3 separate regions of the Sus scrofa genome follow, and regions 1 and 3 are each linked to region 2. Evidence: chromatin contacts called from public HiChIP or PLAC-seq data. All regions are on one chromosome and are shown on one strand. The core of a region is the stretch at or near the end of the contact, and the rest is flanking DNA. Distances in the headings are between cores, read along the strand shown. Region 1 holds the start of VPS11 (vacuolar protein sorting-associated protein 11 homolog). Region 2 holds the start of CBL (E3 ubiquitin-protein ligase CBL). Region 3 holds the start of BCL9L (B-cell CLL/lymphoma 9-like protein).

The links. HiChIP or PLAC-seq counts read pairs in DNA pulled down with a chosen protein or histone mark.
Region 1: a contact with region 2 is called in an H3K27ac HiChIP or PLAC-seq map of alveolar macrophages. The contact joins the promoter of VPS11 here to the promoter of CBL in region 2. A contact is called at or near these places in 2 of 5 promoter capture datasets (fetal skeletal muscle and liver), 4 of 47 Hi-C or Micro-C datasets (brain, embryonic fibroblasts, heart right ventricle and 1 more) and 1 of 2 datasets of contacts at active chromatin or transcription factors (alveolar macrophages).
Region 3: a contact with region 2 is called in an H3K27ac HiChIP or PLAC-seq map of alveolar macrophages. The contact joins the promoter of BCL9L here to the promoter of CBL in region 2. A contact is called at or near these places in 1 of 5 promoter capture datasets (fetal liver) and 1 of 2 datasets of contacts at active chromatin or transcription factors (alveolar macrophages).

What each region holds. Positions count from the first base shown.
Region 1 is chr9:46,284,227-46,287,011 of Sscrofa11.1, forward strand. VPS11 (vacuolar protein sorting-associated protein 11 homolog) reads left to right here and starts at 1,492. Exons shown (of 16, transcript XM_021062957.1): 1 at 1,492-1,724; 2 at 2,465-2,613; 3 at 2,710-2,785. The coding sequence starts at 1,538.
Region 2 is chr9:46,415,658-46,418,529 of Sscrofa11.1, forward strand. CBL (E3 ubiquitin-protein ligase CBL) reads left to right here and starts at 1,280. Exons shown (of 16, transcript XM_003129932.4): 1 at 1,280-1,782. The coding sequence starts at 1,591.
Region 3 is chr9:46,173,632-46,176,331 of Sscrofa11.1, forward strand. BCL9L (B-cell CLL/lymphoma 9-like protein) reads right to left here and starts at 1,421. Exons shown (of 11, transcript XM_013979456.2): 1 at 609-1,421.

The DNA.
Region 1 (2,785 bases), core at 242-2,741, 130 kb before region 2:
AAATAGACTCACAGACATTGAAAACAAATGTATGATAACCAAAGGGGATAGTGAGTGGGGGATGGATTGGGAGTTTGAGATTAGATACAAACTACCATACATAAATAAAACAGGAGTTCCCATTGTGGTTCATCGGGGAAAAAAAAAAAAAAGAAGAAGAAGAAAGGAAGGAAAGCAAGTCTGATGAGGTGCCATGGGTCATCTGGCGGTCCAGTTTCTACCTTTGTGCCCTCATCAGCAAGAAGATCCCATGGAGAGGAAGACTGAGCAGTAGGGGGAGCAACCACATCAACAACAAAGATGTTAGTTGGCTGTTCACATCACTCTTGGCTTTCACATTGCTTCCTTTAACATATATTATCCATAGTCTTAACAACTGACATGACATGCGATCTAAAAATTCTAATAGTACAGAATATGCTCGGCAGGACAAAGTGGGTCCCATCTACTCCCCACTTGTGATTCTGCCCATGGATTGAGATCCTGAAACAGTTCCAATACTTGTGTGACAAAGAGGAAAAAAATCTGGGCTGGCAATTAGGAAATCTGTGTGCCTTCCCCTCATTCGGTTTTTCGACAAACGTACACATCCTTTCCCGTCAGATCAAGGAGCCGAAAGAAGAGGAAGACCATCCTCATTCTTGCTTCAACAAACATGAAGCATCTACCAGGCTGTTAGACCTGGTTCTTGGTAACCAAGATACAGCTCCTACTCTCTGAGAACTCCACGAAGGGAAAAAAGAATAAAATGTTCTAGAAAATAAAAAGCTGGAATTCTCTTGTGGCACAGTAGGTTGGGGATTCCGATATTGTCACTATAGGGCTTGAGTCACTGCTGTGGTATGGGTTGGATCGCTGGCCCAGGAACTTCCACGTGCTTCAGGGGTTCCCCCCCCAAAAAAAAAAACCTATGGGGGCAAGAATGCAAAAATAAACTTCACAAATACTAACTATACATACAAATACTAAAAATATGACCACTTTTGCCATGTTCCATACTATCTCAAATGACTCGGGTATTTCTATTTGTAGTTTCTTGTTGCGTGAAACTGCAGTTTTCCACACTCACAGTTGATTTAACCCAGGTCCGGCCTGGTGGGTACGAGGGAGTGTCTTAGGCATTTGCCATTTGTTAAATCACTCAGTGCTCTGCTTCAAGGCTCTTGCCTGAAGAGTCCTGTGACGGTAGAACGTAATTCATCTAGGCACAGCGGGTTACAAATTCACAATCAAGTCCTCATCTTGATCCGTAATTGCTCGCGAAATCGTAATTGCGCAAAGACGTGAAGGTCCAGCTCTCAAAAAACATCCTGGCTAGCGCACTTACAGAGCCAGCAAAACCGCAAACCGAGCTGGCTGCTGGGCGCAGGTCCGGGAACCCGGCTTCACGCGGCCCCGCCCACTCTTCCAGTAGCCGGAACCTGTTCCGGGACAGAAAAGCGCAAGTGCACCCAGGCTCCAGGAAGCTGTCGGGTCACGTGATCCACCGCCTCTTCTCACGTGACCTCTCTCGCGGAGGCGGGGGCCGTCGGCCAAGATGGCGGCCTACCTGCAGTGGCGGCGCTTCGTTTTCTTCGACAAGGAGCTGGTGAAAGAGCCGCTGGGCAATGATGGAGCTGCTCCCGGGCCCGCACCTGCCTCTGCACCTGCTGCTTCCAAGTTCCTTTGCCTCCCTCCTGGCATCACTGTCTGCGACTCAGGCCGAGGGAGCCTAGTCTTTGGAGATATCCTTCCTCTGGAGCTGTCTCTTCCCTCCCCAGCTTGGATGAAATATGTCCGTCAGAGGTTTTCCTTTTTCGTGCCACTTTCCTTTAGATGCGCGCCCAGTGCTAGCTCTGTGGTCAGAGGCAAGAAAAGGAGGAAGTCCATTCTGTATCTTGTTGCCTGCTGAGCGAGCAGTCTTGGGCAAGTCATTTAATCTCTATGGGCTTCAAGTTCTTTATCTGCAAAAGGGGTGTAAAATAACAATTTGGTAAGGTTGTTTTTAAGATCTATCAAAAGAACGGTTGCACCTTGGCTTTAAAAGTTGAATATGGGAGTTTGCACTGTGGCACAACTGGACTGGTGGCATGGGTGGTAGATTCAATTCCCCAGGGCCTAGTGGGTTAAAGGATCCAGCGTTGGGTCGCAACTGTGGCTCAGATCTGATCTCTGTCCTGGGAGCTCCATATGCTCCCCCCCCCCAAAAAAAATTGTGTTATGTAAGGTGTCATTATCTTCCCTGCCTAATGTGGGCAAGGAGTCAAATGAGACCATCAGTTTGGTGCTTTGTTCTCTGTATTGCTGTCGCTAAATTCTGGCCTTCTTTTCTACTTTTTTTAAGATAGGGCTTTCCAAGAGATAATATGTGGAAAAACCCTTGAAAAGTTTAAGGGGTTGTATGTATGTTAGTGGTTTTTGGGGTTCTGGCCTAAATAAGATAAGTCTATCTCCTTGGAAAGGAGGCTCCTTGACTACTCTGCACATATGGAAGGCCAGATCTGGTTCTTGCCCCGCTCCTTACAGCTTACGGGTTTCCAGGCCTACAAATTACGGGTGACACACCTGTACCAACTGAAACAGCACAATATTTTGGCATCTGTTGGTGAGGATGAAGAGGGCATCAACCCCTTGGTGAGTACTAAATAGAAGATGGGGAAGACCCAGAATCCTTTGAATGGTTGTTGTTGTAGGGTGACTAGTATTCACACATCTAAGGTCTGTCTACAGGTAAAGATCTGGAACCTGGAGAAGAGAGATGGTGGCAATCCACTCTGCACTCGGATCTTCCCTGCCATTCCAGGGA
Region 2 (2,872 bases), core at 30-2,529:
ACAGGGATGTTTAAAGTGCTTTTTTGTGTGTGACGGTGTCAGAGCTAGACTTTAAGAACACTGGCTTGGTAGCAGAATGGATTGGCGGTGGCAGGGAAATCAGTGAGGAAAGTGTTTCAATAGACCAAGGAAGAGAGAAGGAGGATTGACAAGTAAGGGTGGAGGCACTAGGGATGCAAAATCTTGACAATTATCTAAGAGCTTTGCCTAGATTTTTTTCTTTAGACATTTTAACTCTTTCTAGGTAGGAACTGATTAATGGAAATTCTACTGATAGGGAATGACTCCACTGATAGATGAAGGCCATTGAATTGCAAACCAAGGATGTCTGGCTGAAGAGTGCTCAAGTGCGGAGATATTTTTTCCCCTCTTACAGGATCATTTGATAAGCTTAATCCCCTAATCAGTCAAGAGCTTTGTGGAAGAACCAGGCATGGAATCTAAGGAGGAACTGAGTACTTATTGACACACTGGGGCCTGCAAGCTCCCAAAGCTGAGGTTCAGAATTAGCAAATTAGGGCAGGGCACTTCCTTCTTTAGGAGGGAAGTTCTTTTTTTTTTTTTTTTTTCAAAGCTCTTCCAACAGAACTTTTAGATTAGAAACTGACGTGACTGGAAACCGCCTTTCTGTTTCATGGGAGCAGTGAGTATTCCTCAGGCCTGGGCTTGAAGGTCACAGTTTCCATGCTGGGGGCCTGATGTTAGATATGCCCACCTGCAGAGCAATGCGCTGAGCAGGGTAACTTAAGAAAATATTCAATTCCCAGAAAAGGAACTAGTATTCAAAGGGAAAAAAAAGGGAGAACTATTTTGTTTTCAGAAGGTCAAAGGGCCTGGAAGAAAAGCTTGCGGCCTGAGTGTCTCAAGATTTTCTGGGGTCTAAACAGGATGCAACAATCTGCAGCAGTCACATTCCTGTGCTTGGTCCCGACTTAACAAGTTTAGAACACTAACTTCCCTTTTTCACCCACAATGTGAAGAAACAAATAACTTTAAGTTCAATTTCCTCATCTGTCAGGTGTGGAGGAAAGGCTAGACGACGAGATTCTTTCAAGAGCTACCTGTCTTAATTTAAAGGCTCCAATAACCCTCTCCAAGAGCAACGACCAACCACCCATAAGGAATATGGAGGGCTTGACTGCTACCCAGTGCGCAGACTCCATGTTAGACCCCGCCCCGTCCTTTCCCCGCTCCTCCAGCAGGGGGCACTGGCGTGAAGGTTCTGCCTGGGCCCGCCCCCCCGGGGCAGGGACTCCGGAGGCGGCGCGGAAACTTGGCCGCCGCTTTCCGGGAGCCGTGGCTTGGGAGGAGGTCGCTCCCCTCTCCAGAGGCGGCCTCCGACTTCCCTGAGCTCCGCGCGCTCCTCCCGCCCCCGGGCTCGCGCTCTCTGAAGGGGCGCGCCCGCGCGGACTCGCGCTCCGGGCTCCGCCCCCTCCCCCTCCCCTCGGCCGCCCCTCCCTCGGCCCGGACAGCCGGCGGCGGTGGCGGCGGCGGCCGGGAGAGGCCCCTCCTTCACGCCCTCCTTCTTTCCCTCACTCGCAGCAGAGCGGAGCCGGCGGACGCGGCTGGGCCCCTCACCCTCCCCGGGCCATGGCCGGCAATGTGAAAAAGAGCTCTGGGGCCGGGGGCGGCGGCGGCTCCGGAGGATCGGGCTCGGGCGGCCTGATCGGGCTCATGAAGGACGCCTTCCAGCCGCACCACCACCACCACCACCTCAGCCCCCACCCGCCAGGGACCGTGGACAAGAAGATGGTGGAGAAGTGCTGGAAGCTCATGGACAAGGTGAAAGGCCTGCCTAGGACCCGCGGGAGCAGGGGTGGGTGTGGGCGGAGGGGCCGAGGGAGGGGAAGGAAGGGACAGAGGAAGCTGGGGGAGGGGACGGGTCGTGCGAGGCTGGGAGGCGAGGAACTGGGGTGACGGGGCCGAGGGGTGGGGGCGTAGGGGTGGGGAGGAGGACCGGAGGATGGGGGTCGACGGTGGGGGAAGGGCTGCGGTTGGGATTGGGGAACGTTGAGATGGTGTGTTTGGGGTTGCAAGACAAAGATGGGGTGGGGGCTGGGGCGAAGGTTAACTGGGGAGCCACCGGGGCGGAAGTATAATGGGGGGTGCAGAGTTTGGGGCTCTGTGCAGAGAGTAAGGATGTGGGTCACGGAATTGGCCCCGGGAGATAGGAGGGAGGCGGGTGAGGAAGAGCTCTTGATTTACCGGCTAAGAACTATTAGCTGGATGAGCTCTAAGGAATTACTTTTACGGGCTCCGATTGAGAGACCTGGGGTCCTGACAACTCCGCAGGCAAACCGCGCTCTGGGTGAACATTTCGGTTTTTTTCTCGTTAAGATGTAACTCCGAGATAAAAGAAATGGGGGATGTTTAAATGGGCCGAGGGAGGAACTTTCCTCCCCATATAGCGCTGGCTCAAGTTTTTATCCCCCAAAACATTGGATGGGATCCATTGCTGGTGCTGAGAAATGCACTGATTAAACCACAAGTTCTGGTTATAACTATTATCTTCGGAGAGATGTATTGCCTGAGCGGGTTAAGCAGCAGATTCTGACTCTTTCAGAACTTCCTCCTTACACACCCAGCTTTTCAGTGGGTTCTACCTTTTTGGGTAACAGGACCTGACACCTTAGTACAGAATCTGATTTTAAGCTTGTCTGATGCGCCGTCTTGATTACCTTTTTTCGGTAGTGTGGAAAATAACTCCACTTTAATTTTGGCGTTTGGGAGAATTTTACTTCTTCATAGCTGTGTCTGTGTAATGACATATAGTAGTCTCAAGTATTTAAACAGTCTTTTTGTTCCAGAGAATTCAATATTGCCTTGCTGTTTTTCACACTTAGTAATAACTTATTTTTAAAAAATTCATACT
Region 3 (2,700 bases), core at 171-2,670, 240 kb before region 2:
GGACCAAGGCAGGGGCTGCCTCCCCTTAGCAGTGCAGAGACACCTCCAAGGAACTCTGTGACTGCCCCACCCCACCCCCAGCCAAGCCCACATCACATAGAATCCTTGGCAGGGGTGACTCCTCCAGTCACAGCCCCTGCAGGTCCTAGACAGTGCTTGGGGACAGAGGGTGACCCCCAGCAATCCCCATTCCTAATGCACCTCCTTCTGGAGGCTCCCATGAGCCAGGAGAGGAGTGCTGGGGTGCTGAGACCCAAGGGGTTGGTGAGCCTGGAAGGGGGACTACATCTCCCAGAAGCCCCCAGGGCAGGGTTGCTGCTCCAGCTGGCCCAAGGCCGGCCTTGTTCTCTGCGCTAGGGTGGCAGGGTCCCCTGACTGCCCCTAATCCCTCCCGTCTGTGTTCTGGGGTTGCCAACCTGATTGGGGGCCCAAGAGTAGCCTCCACTAACCCTGGGAGCAACCCTCCCTCAAACAGCCTGGGGGTGCATGCCAGAGGGCAAGGGACAATCAGCCAGTGTTCCCCCCTCCCCAATTCGAAGTGGATCTCCCTTCTCACGCCTCTGCTGGCCTGGCATGACTTTCGCCCTCGGCCCCAGCCCACCCCTCACCTCGCGCGGGTCGGGGGTCCTCACGCCAGGCCGGAGCTGGACGCCATGACCAGGTCAGGGTCGGTGGGTGGATTGGGGTCCTCCTGCTCGCCAGTTGGAGGTGCGGAGGGGGGCAGGCAGGCAGTGATCTTTTGATCCTGGACGCCTTGATCTCAGTACCAGCACGGCCCGGGAGTGGGTATCCGGGGGTCGCTGGGCGCCTGGGTTCCTGCCTCCCAACCGCGGAGCATGGTCGTGGGCGCCCGGCAGCGGCGGGAGAACGCGCACAACAGCCCGGCCCGGGGCTCGGGGCTGGGGTCTCGGCCCCGAACCTCACGGCTCCGGCTCCTGCTCCTCCTCCCTTCCTTCCTTCCTTCCTTCCTTCGCCTCCTCCTTTCACTTTCCCCGAGGCCCGCGGGGACGGCGGGCGCGGGGCGGGGAGGGGGCTGTCTGGGCGCTTATTGTTGGTCGGACGCCGAGGGTCCAGGTCGCAGCCCCCGGGCGGCGCGGCGCCGGGGGACCCAGGCGTGCGGGTGTCCGGCCGGCTGGCTCCGGGCGGCGGCGGTGGTGCAGCGGCCCCGAGTCCGGGGCATGTCCGGCCACTGGCTCAGCCGCTCGCCGCCGCCTCCCCGGGCTCCCCTGCGCTGCCGGAGCCTCGCTCGCCCCTCCACTCGGCTCCGCTCCCCAGCCTGAATAAGCATCGGGGCTCTCTGGCTGCCTCCTTCTGCCTTCATACCAGAGCCCGGAGAGGCCCCTGTCAAAATAAGAGCTCCCCCATCTCGCTCGCCTCCTCGCCCAACCCGGCTCCCCCAGCCTCCCAGTGGTCTGACTCGGTAAGGCGCCCGGCCGGCTTGCGGGAGGCAGGTTGGCCCGGGGGCGGGGAGGGGGCGTCTATCTCTCTCTCCTCCCCATTCCCGAGGACTGGGGAGGAGGCGCGCTAACATCTCAGGCTAGGGAGAGGTTTGACAAACACACCCTCCTATCTACACTGATTGGAAGGAGTGGGAGTTGCCTAGACTCCCCCAACCCCCAACACACACACACACACACACACACACACACACACAACTGGGTCCCTCTCGGTTGTACCCACCCACATTCATTATGCACTGAGCATCTCTTTATTCATCTCTCTTTCCTAGTAGACCATGAGGTCCTTGAGGATGTAGACTAAATTTTTTCATCTCAATCCTCAGCATCACAAAGTGGATGCTAAGAAAATGTTTGTAGAAGTAAAACCATTGTTCTCTCAAAAGAGCTCTCTCCTAACCTCAAAGTGCTACACACACACACACACACACACACACACACACACACACACAAGGAGACCCTATAGGTGAGTAGGTGCAGTGAAAAAGAAATTGTCAGGCACTATTTTAAAGCATTTCACATATGTTATTTCAACGTGTGCCACAAACCTGTGAGAAAGATGTTATGGCCCCATAATACTGATGAGGAAACAGAGGCTTGCATTAGTTAAGGACTTCCTCAGGGTTACACAGCTAGAAAGTGGTAAGCCCAGGACTAGAGTTTGGGTGTCCTTACCCCAAGGCACTTTCCCTGTATCCCACTGCCCCCTGCACCCAAAATACCAACAAGTAACAAGCATTGCTGGCTTCAGAAATGAAGGGCACTAGCAAGCTCCCTTGTTCTTGCTATTTGTTTCCTCTGATCTGTCCCCTGCCCCTCCTCACAGACGCCCCCAGATGGCTCTAGCCCTCACTGACCTCCGTCTCTTTTGATCATCTATTACATCTGTGCTACCCAACCGAGTACCTACTTGTATGTTTTATCTTGTTTCTCCTGTGTGTATATCTGGTTACCCCCAAAAACTCTTGGGGCCCCAAACCATACCTCCTAAGCTTCTTTATTCCCCACAGCACACGAGTGCTGGGCTCATAGTAGGGATTCAGTAAACATACACTTGATAGGTTGATGGTGCTCACAGCTGGGTACTGGGCAAGCTCTGGGGAGGCACAGCTGGAAAAGAGGGAGAAATCCTGAAAGAAGATAACATAACAACCCCTGTGGGTGCCTAACATGGAAGTTTACAAAGCATTTTTATACACACTAACTCTTGGTCATCATTTGAGCCAATGAGCGAAACTTCCCC